Linked DNA regions of Sus scrofa: regions 1, 2 and 3 are each linked to region 4. A link is a contact called in public HiChIP or PLAC-seq and promoter capture Hi-C data. All regions are on one chromosome and are shown on one strand. Each heading gives the region's core, a stretch centred on a gene start, on an enhancer-like site or on the middle of the called end of the contact. The rest is flanking DNA. Distances are from core to core; before and after follow the strand shown.

Evidence for each region. Promoter capture Hi-C pulls out the DNA fragments that hold promoters and counts their contacts. HiChIP or PLAC-seq counts read pairs in DNA pulled down with a chosen protein or histone mark.
Region 1: an H3K27ac HiChIP or PLAC-seq map of skeletal muscle shows a contact between it and region 4. The contact joins the enhancer-like site here to the promoter of IRF1 in region 4. A contact is called at or near these places in 1 of 5 promoter capture datasets (liver), 19 of 47 Hi-C or Micro-C datasets (alveolar macrophages, blood, embryonic fibroblasts and 10 more) and 2 of 2 datasets of contacts at active chromatin or transcription factors (alveolar macrophages and skeletal muscle).
Region 2: a promoter capture Hi-C map of fetal liver shows a contact between it and region 4, with 4 times the contacts expected there. The contact joins the promoter of SLC22A5 here to the promoter of IRF1 in region 4. A contact is called at or near these places in 2 of 5 promoter capture datasets (fetal liver and liver), 19 of 47 Hi-C or Micro-C datasets (alveolar macrophages, blood, embryonic fibroblasts and 11 more) and 2 of 2 datasets of contacts at active chromatin or transcription factors (alveolar macrophages and skeletal muscle).
Region 3: an H3K27ac HiChIP or PLAC-seq map of alveolar macrophages shows a contact between it and region 4, with 3 times the contacts expected there. The contact joins the enhancer-like site here to the promoter of IRF1 in region 4. A contact is called at or near these places in 2 of 5 promoter capture datasets (fetal liver and liver), 33 of 47 Hi-C or Micro-C datasets (adipocytes, alveolar macrophages, blood and 16 more) and 2 of 2 datasets of contacts at active chromatin or transcription factors (alveolar macrophages and skeletal muscle).

The regions. Positions count from the first base shown.
Region 1 is chr2:134,678,380-134,681,573 of Sscrofa11.1, reverse strand. SLC22A5 (solute carrier family 22 member 5) reads right to left here. Exons shown (of 14, transcript XM_021085423.1): 5 at 2,957-3,083; 6 at 615-715. Among named protein-coding and RNA genes, the nearest start is that of SLC22A5, 19 kb to the right of the region's middle. Within about 2 kb of position 1,298, at least 37 of the 83 cell types and tissues checked have an H3K27ac peak or open chromatin away from gene starts, as enhancers often do. A contact at or near this core is called in embryonic fibroblasts, liver, mesenteric adipose tissue and 4 more, where this site is marked.
Region 2 is chr2:134,659,148-134,662,422 of Sscrofa11.1, reverse strand. SLC22A5 (solute carrier family 22 member 5) reads right to left here and starts at 1,627. Exons shown (of 14, transcript XM_021085423.1): 1 at 1,074-1,627. The coding sequence starts at 1,466. It overlaps LOC102157444 (a long non-coding RNA gene), which reads left to right and starts at 1,764. Exons shown (of 4, transcript XR_001307200.2): 1 at 1,764-2,080.
Region 3 is chr2:134,716,303-134,719,593 of Sscrofa11.1, reverse strand. All of the region lies in intron 10 of SLC22A5 (solute carrier family 22 member 5), which reads right to left. Among named protein-coding and RNA genes, the nearest start is that of SLC22A5, 57 kb to the right of the region's middle. Within about 2 kb of position 2,008, at least 15 of the 83 cell types and tissues checked have an H3K27ac peak or open chromatin away from gene starts, as enhancers often do. A contact at or near this core is called in alveolar macrophages, fetal liver, omental adipose tissue and 1 more, where this site is marked.
Region 4 is chr2:134,781,659-134,784,972 of Sscrofa11.1, reverse strand. It overlaps IRF1 (interferon regulatory factor 1), which reads left to right and starts at 1,327. Exons shown (of 10, transcript NM_001097413.1): 1 at 1,327-1,555; 2 at 2,672-2,763. The coding sequence starts at 2,677. The region is part of intron 11 of SLC22A5 (solute carrier family 22 member 5); the gene reads right to left.

The sequences.
Region 1 (3,194 bases), core at 49-2,548, 100 kb after region 4:
CCTCCCCCAGCAGCTCAGGTAGCTGCCTGCAATCCCAAGGGTCTGGCCACTGAGCAAACTCCATGCAGGCACTTGGCTATGTTCCTTCTTCCTGGTCAATCACGAACCCCTCCCCGACACACTTGGAGAAATGCTGTGTTAGAAGGGCCCTGATGAGGACATATAGGCCCTGGCTCTGCCTCCAGGACCGTCTTCAACCATCCCAGAGGGAGGATGTCCTGTCTCCACATTTTCAGAATGTATTTAGCATCCTCTGTAATCGAAAGGACATGGTGTCTTCACTTAGAACTTCTAAAAGGCCTCAGCTGTCCTCCTCGGTCAATGTCTGATGCACAGGTGACTGGAACAACTAAACTAAGACCCAAAGTGAGCAATGACTTGCCTTATGACCCGAAGGGATCCCCAGAGATCCCATATCTCCCCCCAAGCCCCCACAACAGTTTCATTCTCCTCTTCCGAGATTAAGAACTTGGACATGCCCATTTCTTTTCATCGCAAGACACATCCCCGATGATACAGGCTTTGAATTCTGGTCTAAGACGCGTCTGTAAATGCAGGGCCTGACGGCCACGGCCAGCACCTTGTCTGGACGCAGGTAGGGCTCACTCACGCACCACAGAATTATGGACATGATGGTGACCATCCGGATATTCCGGGTTCGGAGCAGATCCAGAATGCTGTGGGACTGCTGCTTCTTGGAGCTCAGGTCTTGTAGCTGCAGGAACAACATGACAAGGGTATGGGAGGGAGAGAAGGTTGGAGACTCAGAGACGCGAGAACATACTTGAAACCCTCGCATCTTAGCCTTGCACATCTCTGGGTTGGGGAATGTTTTATGCGTCTTGCTGGATAAGAAGAGGACTATAGTGACTGTATCTTGGGCTGCAGAAGGCTCCCCAGGCCTTGTCGATAACAAATTAGTGAACAAGAGTGAGGAGGAAGAGGAGGCGACCAGTCCCTGAGGTGATGAGGCAGCGGAGGAGGAGGCCCCAGCTGACTGCGCCTTCCCGGCACCACCCCCAGCCCAGTCAATGGCCACATTCCAGGGAGGCCGCTGAGCATTCCTCCCCGAGGCTGGCTCCCAGCCTTCTGGGTCATAGAAAGAAACTGGCTGTGTAGTTTATGGATAGGATATTTTAAAAGAATTAATGTTTTCAGTCCTCATACCATGAAGTTATGGACTACTTCCAGGGAAAAAATTTTTTCAGATAGAAAAACAGGAAAATTGACCTCAGCTTCACCCAGAGTAACTTCCTATGAAATTTGGCACAGCCAAGGACATTAATAAACCACACGTCTAAACACACTGAGGTTGCTTTCTTAAGCAAACCCAGCTTTGGAGTTTGTTTTTTCCCAAGTCCGTGGTTCAACAAAAGGTCAACTTTTGACTTAACAGATCCCCTGAAATAGCCCCATTTCCACAAAGATGCCAGTGGGACTTACGGGTTCACACAGACTGACCCCTGCAGAGCTACGGAGGCTAGCTCCCTTAAAAGCCCTCCCTGCATAGACCCCTCCCCTCTGTGCACCAGGGCCCTTTCTAGGACATGCTAAGTGGGACTGGTGCTGGATCACCACTTAACTGAGAGGCTGGCAGGGCTGCCAAGTGGCCAGCAGCTTCTTTGCTGCCCATAATAACTGGTCTCCCTTTCCCAAGCCCCAGGTCTGCATCTAGAGCCTGACATGCTAACACGCCTTTGCACATTGCAGCATGACTGCTGGTGGCTGTTCTCACAGCCAGCCCCTTGTCTTCGCATCAGAACAGAGATACACTCCAGAACCCCATCGGCCAGCCATGACAACTTCTACCCTTCAGGAGATGAGGAAAACTGCTTGCTGCAGAGAGGGTGGAAAGAAAGGGAACAGGAAGGAGACGCAAGACCCAGGAGTCAGGCAGAGCCAGGAAATTACTCCTGGCCTGTGGGAACAGGGTTCACAGGGAGGGTGGGGCGGGGGAGGGCGAGTATCCAAAAGGACCAGGCTCCAAGACAACACTCAACAACTCCCTGTTGGTGGCAGGAAAGGGACAGGACATGTCTAACTCTAAATCTACTTATGCTTCACAGTTCAGGTACTGCAAGATTTTTCTTAAGATGAGGGACTACCTAAGGTGTAAGAGACAACAATTTTCCCAAATACCAACTTCACAAGAGGCCTATTACTCATAAAGAGTTTTTCTTATTAAATGTAATAGGAGTTTCTGTTATGGTAACGAACCCGACTAGTATCCATGAGGACGCCGGTTCGATCCCTGGCTTTGCTCAGTGGGTTAAGGATCCGGCATTGCTGAGAGCTGTGGTGTAGGTCCCAGACACAACTAGGGCTCTGCCTTGCTATGCCTGTGGTGTAGGCCAGCAGCTGTAGCTCCAATTTGACCCCTAGTCTGGGAACCTCCATATGATACAGGTGAGGCCCTAAAAAGACTAAATAAGTAAATAAAGTATTTAAAGGTAATGGTTCAACTGAAAAGAATTATATAAAGTATGAAAACCTAAAATCCATGGAAAAGGTGAAGGGATTTAGGCAGTTAGCACCTTCCTCTCAACCTCTGAGTTTTTAAAATTCATTGTTCAAAAATTTTTATTAGCGTACAGTTGATTTACAGTGTTGTATTGATTTCTGCTGTACAGCAAAGTGACACAGTACCATATCTATCTATCTACTTATCTATATTCTTTTTCTCATATTTTCTTCCATCACGGTCCATCCCAAGAGAGTGGATATAGTTCCCTGTGCTGTATAGTAATATCTCATTGCTTATCCATTTTAAATATAACAGTTAGAATCTCCTAAACCCAATCAATTTCTGAATTTTAACAGGGCCTGCCTTGGGGGCAGCTGTCACTCAGGCAGAGAGGGCTGGGCTGCTGCGTGAAAGGGGGGCTTTGGGGCTCTGGGTGCGACCCTAAAATCATGGTCACCAAGACCCTCCCGCCAGCTCTCACACAGTGCTCACCTCGCTTGAGTCAAAGATGGTGGAGGGCGCAACGATCCCATTGAGTCCAGCAGCCTTGCGGATGATCACCTCAGCTTCCTGAAATCGTCCCTGAGAGATGAGCCATCGGGGGGACTCAGGAATGAACCTGGAAGTGCAAGGAGCAATCTGACTGAGGCCTTCCTGCCTAACGGACCAGTGTAGCACAAGTGGAAGCGGGAAATGGGGTTTCGGAACCAGAACTGGGTTTGGGGAATGT
Region 2 (3,275 bases), core at 378-2,877, 120 kb after region 4:
GTTTCTTGCTGTTCCAGACTTTGCGTCTGATGAGCTAAACATCAAAGACTCACTGAGACGTCTCCTCCTCCAAGAAGCCTTCCCTAAGCCTCAACTCCCTGATCCTGGCACTCAGTGAACTTGGGCACCCCAGAGCCTATCTAGGAGGACCCTTTTCAGTGACCTGCTTGCTCAATTCTGCTGAAACTGCAGGGAGTTAGAGGGCCAGTGTCTGAGTAAGATGCAAAGCTTATCTACATGCATCCATAAACCTCAGGTCATACATCCAGCTCTAATAACTGCAAGGTCACCAGGGGATAAACAAGGTCACCCAAAAGGAAAATCCAAGGAGCTGGGGAATGAGAAAGGTTTTCCCTCTGCTTCTATGAACTAAAGTTGTTATGCTTTAACTTAATCAGCCCAATGACTTTTCCTTAAAATATCCAAAACATTCCAGGTCAAGGTGTCCCCCTGAATGGATCTTTAGATGCAGGAATTCTAAAAAACTAATGATTAACTATGAACAAAAGGTAAACAGTTCCCTGGGTAAGGACCAGTCATTTTGGGGTGAAGGTGGGTGGGGAAGGAGTAACTGGAGAAAGGAGCAAGAGACAGTTTTATAGACATGCTTCCTTTAACTTTACAAGTTCAAGAAAGTAAAGGGGTGGGTATTTCCTCTCTTTCTGAGCAGATGCTAAGAGGCTGGAGGAAAAAACGGTGTCAGCTCCTTGGCCCAAGCTCTAGCTCTGGTCTTCAGCATTCCCACACCCATCTAGAGTAAGTCTTTAACTACTTAAAACCTTGGAGTATCTACCAGGAGTCGCCAGGGCCTTCTTGGCTTCCTCGTCAAGGTAGCCAACACGATGGGTGGCCAGCACGGACATCCGTGCTGCGACGGCCAAGATCTGGCTGGAAGTGACCGTGCAAAGTGCTCCCGAGTCACCTGGCTGGAGGATGCCCATCACCAGTGTGTAGTAAGTCTGTGGAGAGGGAGTGACAGCGCACACCTTGGCGGGTGGAGTGTGCGACCTTAAAGACTGCGAAGGTCCTCTCTACTCCCCGGTCCCAGGCTCCCGCACGGGGCTGGTACCCACCTCAGTCACGATGGTGGACAAGTAGATGTCCTGGCTGAACTCCCACCCATTCAGGCAGCCCTCTTGTTCCACCTGCTCTAGGTCCACGTCGCGCCCAGGCTCCAGCCCTAGAGCCGAGAAGTTGACAATCGTCTCGAGCCGGTAGCGACGGCAGCTGTGAGGCACCTCGCGGCCGTCCTGCAGCCGCAGCGGGAGACTGTGGTTGCGCCAAGCGCTGCTCAGGTTCGCGGTGTCTGGCACTCGGCAGCGGTGCTCCGGGGTCGCAGTGAGGAAAACGGCAGACAGGCCGTTGAAGCCGTTGGGGATGATGCTGGCGCTGAGCAAGAAGAAGATGAGGCGCTGGAAGGGCCCCCACTCGCCCAGGAAGGCGGTCATCTCGTCGTAGTCCCGCATGCCGCCCTCCGCTGCCCGTGGCGCGCGGCCCTGGGTCAGAAGACGCGGCGGCGCGCAGGGGCGGGGCTAGGTGTGCGCGTGCGCGTCGGGTCCCCACAGGGAAGCCTTCCTGAGGGACCGCTCGCAGACTGAGCAGGCTCTTGAGCTCCCGCCGCCACCGCGGCCTCACGGGAGAGACCGGCCTTACATAGACAGCGAGGCTGGGGCGGGCTCTGGGCCTAAGCTGCCAATCCCGCCGAGCCCAACGGCGGGGCGGGGCCACACGTGACGACGGTGGGCGGGCCCGGGCCGCCCGCCGCGCGCACAGTCTCGGGCCGAGCCGCGGTCCCGGCGTGGACGGGTCAGGGCAGACCCTAGTAGGCCCGGAGTTACAGCCGAAGGAGCTTTGGCTCCGCTGAGGGAGGCAGCAAGACCTGGGGCCTGGGAGGCGTCTGAGACCCAGCTCGTTGGCCCAGCCCGGAGCCGGGCAAGAGCCAGAGTGGGCCAGGCGGCGGAAGGCTGGAGTAGTACAAATTCCGCCCGCCCCCTACCCCTCTTAACGGAGGTCTGAAGGCGGACTGGGACTAGCCCACGGTCGCACTGCTAGTTTACTGCCTTTGACACCGCTCATCTTGGTAAGAGTGAGAAGGGTTATGTTGAAACCGGAACCGTTAATTACTCGCATGGAGAGACTGGAAGCAATGACTAACCCAAATGCCCTTTCCATTTTGGTCGCGAACAAGCCCTTTTGTTGTCCTTTAACCTGTTCAAACCAATGTAAAATTTTAACTTCAGGATTATTGACGATCCCAGCCTAGGATTAAGTGTTTCCCTTAGATTAGTTATTTCTGCACAGAGTTAAGAGTTGAAGGGTTATGGGGGGAAAAAAAGCAACTAGGTGATTCTCAAACTTCACTGTCCCATAGAATATAAAGTGTTTTAGTGGTCATATTAGTAAAGGTGCCGCGTTTAGTAAACCAAAGTATAAGACAACTAGTGAAAATTTGAATTTCTGATAAACAACGGATTATTTTATAGTGATAAAATATATGCAGGGAACATACGAAGTTCAAATGTATTGTGTAGGGCAGCCCTACATAATAAAGTCAAAAGAAATGAATGAAATTAATTTTAATATGTTAATTTATATGTTCATAACATTATTATTTCGTCATGTAATCTAGAAATTACTGAAATGTTTTATATTCTTACGTTAATAAACCATCGATCTTATATTTAGAGAATTTTCATACTAAATCTTAAGAATCCACTGTGTATTTTATAGCACATTTCAATTCAGATTAGCCATACTTTAAGAGCTTAGTGGCCACATGTAGCTTGTGAGCTCTCTTATTGGACAACACTGTTCCAAGGCCTTTAAGAATTAGGGTTGCTAAATTTAACATTGAAGGATTTTCCTTTTTATAGTAAGAGTGGCTCCTTTTTATAATAATAGTCTTCTAAATGTACACTTTTAAGTGTAATCTGTTAGGTAAACTAATATTTTCACTTTGAAAATAGAGAATGGGAAGCTAAGCTTACCAGCATGTTTTACACAAGGAAATATAAACATTTCCATAAAGTATGATAGATTTTTAAAAAATTATGCTAAAATTCCTAACACAGGTCTTAGTCCTTTCATTTATACTTACTGTCCAATATTCCTGCCTCCTGAAGATTCCTGGCTAGGCCTTCAGTAATATACTTAATCCTTTCTAACATTTTATCTCAAGTAATTGTCCTTTACTGGAACTAACTGGAAAGGAAAACCAAGCTTCTTGAAAGTAAACATTTTTCTTGTATCGACTCTCAAAATTGTTTTAATATTTC
Region 3 (3,291 bases), core at 759-3,258, 66 kb after region 4:
TTTTTCCTGGAGACCAACAAGAATCCTGGGGAGAGAACACTGGCCTGGGATTCCATGAGCCATGGTTCCTATTTCTGGCTTTGCCTCTAACTCTCCACATGACCTCAAGTAAGTCACTTGACCTCCCTGGTCTAGACTGTCCTTCCTGTTAAATGGGAATAATTACATAATCATCATCATAGCTGACAGTCCCTGAAGTCTTACTCTGAGCCAGCCCTACGCTAGATGCATCATCGCATTCATCCTCAGAGTATCATTTGAGGAAGGGAGGTACTATTTTCATCCAATTTTCAGAAAAGTGTGGAGGAACAGGGAAGTTAGGGGACATGCCCACAGTCACATGGTTAGTAAAGGTGGATCTGGCTCTCTCGGTGGCTCTCAGAGCTTTTTCTAAGCTCTTCACCACTGTGACATATAGAGTTACTCTATAAAGTATTAGGGACACTTGCAAAAATGTTCTGAAAGCAGAAAAGGGAGGGAGGGGCCAAAAATACAAATACAGATCACAACCCCCTGGACATGAGTGAAGATAGAATCCTAATTCCCTGAAGCACATTCTGTGGAGTCTGTCCACGGAATCGGAGCCCTCCAGGACGGGGAAGACCCCAGGAAGTCACTTTTCTCTTTCTCCTTCTCTTTGGGCAAGAATGCCATGACTAGACAAATTCTACAGGTTGAGACCAGAAAGGTCAAGCAAGGGTGACCAGGTTAGGGCCTCAGCTGTCAGGTGAGGAGGGAGACAGAACCAGGCCTCCCCCTTCCTAGAGGAGAGGAGAGTGATGGTAAAAGGCTCATTTGTGTCAAGGTGGAGGCGCTCCAACCAAAATTTAAACATTTTAATGTAATACTCCAGTATATCTTTTCTAATCTTAAAAACAAATTTTAGGTGGAATTCCCATCGTGGCTCAGTGGTTAACGAAGCCGACTAGGAACCATGAGGTTTAGGGTTTGATCCCTGGCTTCGCTCAGTGGGTTAAGGATCTGGCGTTGCCACGAGCTGTGGTGCAGGTCGCAGACACGGCTCAGATCCCTAGCTGCTGTGGCTGTGGTGTAGGCCAGCAACTACAGCTCCGATTGGACCCCTAGTCTGGGAACCTCCATATGCCACGGGTGTGGCCCTAAAGAGGCAAAACAAAAACAAACACAAAATTTTATTTCACTAAAAAAAACTGGTTAATATTGAGTTCTAAATGTAGTTGGTCCTCTCCCGGCAAAGCTCTTTATCAGGGTTCATAGCTGCGGACGACAGAATTAATGGTGGTTAATACTTCCAGGAAGGGGACTCTACAGAAGGACAGCGAGTAGATAAAAAGGCTCTCAGGGAGGCCTGCAGATTTAGAGGCCAACCAGCCAGGAACAACGTCTCAGCCACACCTTAGAGCTGGGCTGAGAACCCCATCCCAGCTCCTCCTCCCTCTGCTGGCTCTGCTCCTCCCACTCTCCTCCAGGCTCCCTGGTGCACCCCGCCTCCTCCAGCTTTGCAAACAATCCCAACTCAGGGCTATGAACTCGCTGTTCCTTCTGCCTGGAACACAGACATTCACACTGCTTGCCCCCTGGCTTCACCCAGATTTCTGCTCACATACCCGCGCCCTCCTCAGAGAAGTCTTCCTGGGCTGCCTTGTCACGCTATCCCCTCTCTCTGCCTCACTCTTCTCACAGCACCTCCCGCGTTTCAGACACTGAATTAAGCATTGCCTGTATCTCAGATCAAACTGCAAGCTCCATGAGGGCAGGCTGTTTTGTTGGTTGCCGTAAGCCCCCAGACTGCTATGTTTCTGGTGCTTAACTATTTGCTGAATACTTTATGAAGGAATAAACAAAAGAATAACTGGAAAACTTCAAGTAGATGGGGCTTTTGATGTGTTTGTGGGAGGTGAGCACCGCGTCTCACTCCTCCCACAAACCTGATCCTTCTCTTGGAAAACTTCAACATGAACCAATGTGTCATGTTCTCCAGCCTGTGCTGGAAGTTTAGGGTAGCAGCAAGAGTCAACTTGTACTGTGGCTGCAGCTGTGCTGTCATGCTGCCCAGATCTCGATCAGCTCTACGGATCCCACTTTGGAGGGAAGACTTGCCCGGGGACCTGTAGCTCCAAAACTCCCCTGACAGTCTCTGCAGCTCTTGGAACTTGTCTGGACTGTTGCTATGCAGACCATGGAGGCCTGGCTGGGTTCCTGCCCCTTTTCCTAGGCCTTGGACAGGCTGGGAAGTGACTTACCCAAAGTCCTCTTTCTCCCCTAGAGCGGTTCAGCCCAGGGAGTGACACTAACAAACAAATGCAGTCATGTATAGATTCAGAGGGTCATACAAGGTCAGAGTGGGGTGAAGCCTTGGTAATCTGGAGACAGCCTGTCCTCTGCAGATAACGCGAGCCAGTGCAGGTATAAGAGTGTGTGTGGACTCTGGGGTCTGGCAGATCCAACCTCCACCAGCCATGTGACTTTGGAGACTCATTCAAAAAGACAGTATTTGAAAAGCACTGCTTTTCTCAGGTGTAAAATGGAAATAAAAGTCCCTACTTTATACAGTAAGCTTGTCCTCCTGTTCAAAAGTCTTTACTTCCTATTCTTTATGATATTAAAGTCAAACTCTTTGGCCCAACAGTCAAATTGCACTACTACCAAAATCCAGCCAACCCAGCATATCGGGCATGGTCCCTCCAACTCCTCCTGAAGCTACTGCCCCTCTCAAATCCTTGCGCCTGGAGCCACCACCCAATGCCTTCTCTCCTACCTGAGTCTACCAAACCCCACGGGTAGGCCTCATGAAGTCTTCCCTGACCTGGGCTTTTCTGGGCCCTCACTGGTGTAAGTACTGAATGTTAACAGATAGCAACAAAGTTTTGACTCTCCAACCAGAAGGTGGGATCTGTGAGGGCAACCATCTCTTTTATAATGTTTCCCTCAACCAAGTATTAAATAATACATAAAAATTCTTGACTGACTCACCTGCAGTTAGGATTCAGTTAAAATGATCCCAAATATTACCTCTGTTACCCAAGAAAGGAAAATAGATATAGAAATAAATTAAATTGGGAGTTCCCATCGTGGCGCAGTGGTTAACGAATCTGACTAGGAACCATGAGGTTGCGGGTTCGATCCCTGCCCTTGCTCAGTGGGTTAACGATCCGGCGTTGCCGTGAGCTGTGGTGTAGGTCGCAGACTCAGCTTGGATCCCGCGTTGCTGTGGCTCTGGCGTAGGAGGGCAGCTACAGCTCTGATTCGACCCCTAGCCTGGGAACCTCCATATGCCACAGGAGTGGCCCAAGAAATGGCAAAAAACAAAAC
Region 4 (3,314 bases), core at 78-2,577:
GATACCACCAGCCTGGCCTGGAAGAGTGATTTACTTCTGAGTCAGCAGCTTTGGGGAGGTGAAGGAAGCAGCCTGCTAGGCCAGAGTTCTGGATAGAAAAATGAACATAGTCCAGTCACTAGGAGCACAAGCAGGGCAAGGTCTAGTTGTAAGCACAAGAGTTAAAGAGCTGCCATTCCCAAGAAGCTTAGGACCTGGACTTTCCAACCCTTCCGCTAGACCCACAGCCTTGCTCAGCCCTAAGCAATTCCCTCATGTTGCCCAGAAACCCTCTGGACTAAGCATTGAGGGCCCAGAGACTACACCAATGCTTCCACAGTGGGGCTCCGATGCAAGTGCCACGTGAGTCTGTGGATGTGGCCTAAAGGAAGAGGGCTAGGAGGAACCAAGGCTACCCCACCCCTACCCCAATTCAGCAGTCCTGGGTTTTCTGAAACCCTTCTTCCTTTCCCTAAGGCCAGTCGTGGGGCAGTCCCAAGGAAGTAGACAGAGAAGTGGAAGAGATCCCTCCCTGATCACTATTAGACTCTGGACAGGGACCTTGCAAATCATGCATCATCTGTAGCCCAAGTAGGGCATGGCGCTTTATAGACATCAGCCCTTTTTGTCACTGTAAAGCCAGCAAGATACGGTTATTGTTACTGGAAACTGAGATACCCACGAGTCCCTTGGCAGGCTGCACCAGCAGGGGCCAACCTGTCCAGGCAGTCCCAAACAGGGTATGCTTTCCTTTACTTCCCCAGGGCAGGTGAGTGACCTGGAGGTAGGTCACTCCTCAAAAAGGCGACCTTTTGAGAGCCAAAACCCTCCCTCTTGACACCCCATTTCCGGACTTGAGGAAGCAGGTTGGTTTTGGAGATTCAGTCCTGGCCTCCACTCTTAAGGAGGAGGCAGGTGCCCAGGTGACCCCCTCACCGGGCCTGGGGAGACTGCTGTCCCTACCCTCCATAAAGGAAGACGAAGAGATGGCCATGGCAGCTAGCAGGTTGGGGAGTGCTGAGTGACAGGAGTAACTGCGGGCCGGGGGCGTTTGGCTTTCCAGGACAGCCTTTCTCCGGGGCGAGCTGCTGTGGGGGTGGAGTGGGAGCCGGCGGGGCGGGCCCGCGGTCGCCCCGGGGCGGCGGCGCCAGGCCGGAGGGGGTGGGGAGGGGCAGCCGCCCTGTACTTCCCCTTCGCCGCTAGCTCTACAACAGCCTGATTTCCCCGAAATGATGAGGCGGCGCCGGCCAATGGGCGCCCTCGCGGCTCTTTAGGAGGCGGGGCCGGGCCTGGGCTGGGGGAATCCCGCTAAGTGTTTAGATTTCTCGCCCGCGTCGCGGTTCAGGCAGTGCGCGCCACTCCTTCGTCCAGGCAGGACGTGCGCTCGAGCCCGGCCGAGCAGAGGCCAACGGGAGCCGTGCCAAGCCAAGGCCAGCCGTGCCCAGCGGCTCCGCGGCCCGGGCATCCTCTGCCTTCTCTTCGCTCCCACCGGGAATCGCGCTCCTCGCGCCCACACAGCAGCCCTTGCAGCGCCGGGACCCTCGGGCACCACTGCCGGATAGCGCTTGCTGCCGAGGTGAGCACACCTTCTCCGCGGGAGGCATCGGTGGCGTCGAACAAAGGCGCGCAGGGCACAAGGAAGTAGGGACCGAAAACCCTAGCCGGGAGAGTGGCGGGCGCGCGGCGTTGCCTGGGTCCCGGCGCGGGCTCAGGAGGGCGCTGGAGGAGCGGCGAGCGGCTGCGCCGGGTGGGGGCAGGCGGGAGGGGAGGCGGACCGCTGCATGGACCGCCTACCCGGCCAAGGTTGCCGGCGCCCGGCCGCTGTCGCAGATCTGTGTGCGCGAAGCCGCGGGCGGCCTCTGGGTGGCCCTTGTGTGTTGGTTGCGCGCATCCACGGGACTCGAGTGTACGTCGGCGCGTGGGCGCCCTGTGCTCCTGGCGTCAGCTATCTGTGGCCCCAGCTCGCGCACAGGCCCCAGGTTTCAGGCGGTCTATGCAGGTGGCGGGGTCTGGGGCTTGCTGACCAGGGTGGCTGGAGGATCTCCCCGGGCCCCGGGAGGAGGCGCCACAGGTGTTCCTTGGGCCACTAAGCCCGAGGAGGGGAGTCTGGCGGGAATGGTTAGCGTCCTGGCCTTTGCACTGTGGCTGTTAGGGAGGTGTAGAATAGAATAGATGGGGGGGGGAGGCTGGGCGGGAGGGGGTGGTGGTCCAGAATGCAGGGTGCCTCCTTGTCCCTAAGGGAAAGTGGACAGCTAGTGGCAACAACTCAAGTATGGAAATTTCTGGCATTAAGCAAAAGAAGGCCCTAGCTTCCCAAAGGATTTGAATTTTGAGAGAAAAGTTCTGGAATTTAGATACCTGGTTTCTGTTTTGTTTTTTGTTTTTTTTTTTTTGCTTGTTTTTGTCTCTTCCTACACATATATCCTGAACCATCACTTGCATGCCTCTCTCTTCCCAAGACTGTCTAGGAGGGAGGGAGTGAAGAAAAAATGTTTTGCTCAAGGTGATAACAAGATTCGGAGGGTGGTTTTATTCCAGAGAAAGCCCTCTTCCCAGCTGTAGTACTACAATTGTAGTACTTGGTACCTGGCAGAGGGCAAGGGAGGGTAAATGAATGACCTGGGGTGGGGTAGGGTAATGTCCAGGGGCTTCTCGACAGTCCAAACAGGAGCCTTCTGTCTTCTCTTTACAGCCAACATGCCCATCACTCGGATGCGCATGAGACCCTGGCTAGAGATGCAAATTAATTCCAACCAAATCCCAGGGCTGATCTGGATTAATAAAGTGAGTGTTACTTTTTGGGTTTTTCTGCCACTGTTTTAACCTATGTCCTTTGGGGGACCAAAGCTTCCGATGCAGCTCAAAAAGGGAAGTACTGGGAAGTAGGCAGATGTGTTTCTCAGTGGGCCCTGCATGCACCAGGGCCCCACCGGCTGACTTCTGCTTGCCTCCCTTCTTGAGGTATGGACAGGTCACCCATCTGAGGGCACTGACAGGTTTCCAGTAGCAGGATACTCCCAGCATCTGCAGAGCCATAGTTCTGGTCTCTCCTGAGGGAAATACCTACAGGTACACACAGCATCCTGCAGGGCTCCAGTCAGTCAGATAAGAGACAGAAGAGTGGGCACTGCTGGCAGGGGAAGGTAGCTGGCTTAGCAGGGGACACAAGAATGAACTTTGCATTAGTCGTCCAGGCCCAGGGGGCCTCTTGCTGGTGCTCACGGGGCAGCATAGACCCTGCACACTTAGCAGTAATAATAGTATTCATAAGAGTTCCTATGGTGCAAGAAACAAATCCGACTAGGAACTTTGAGGTTGTGAGTTCGATCCCTGGC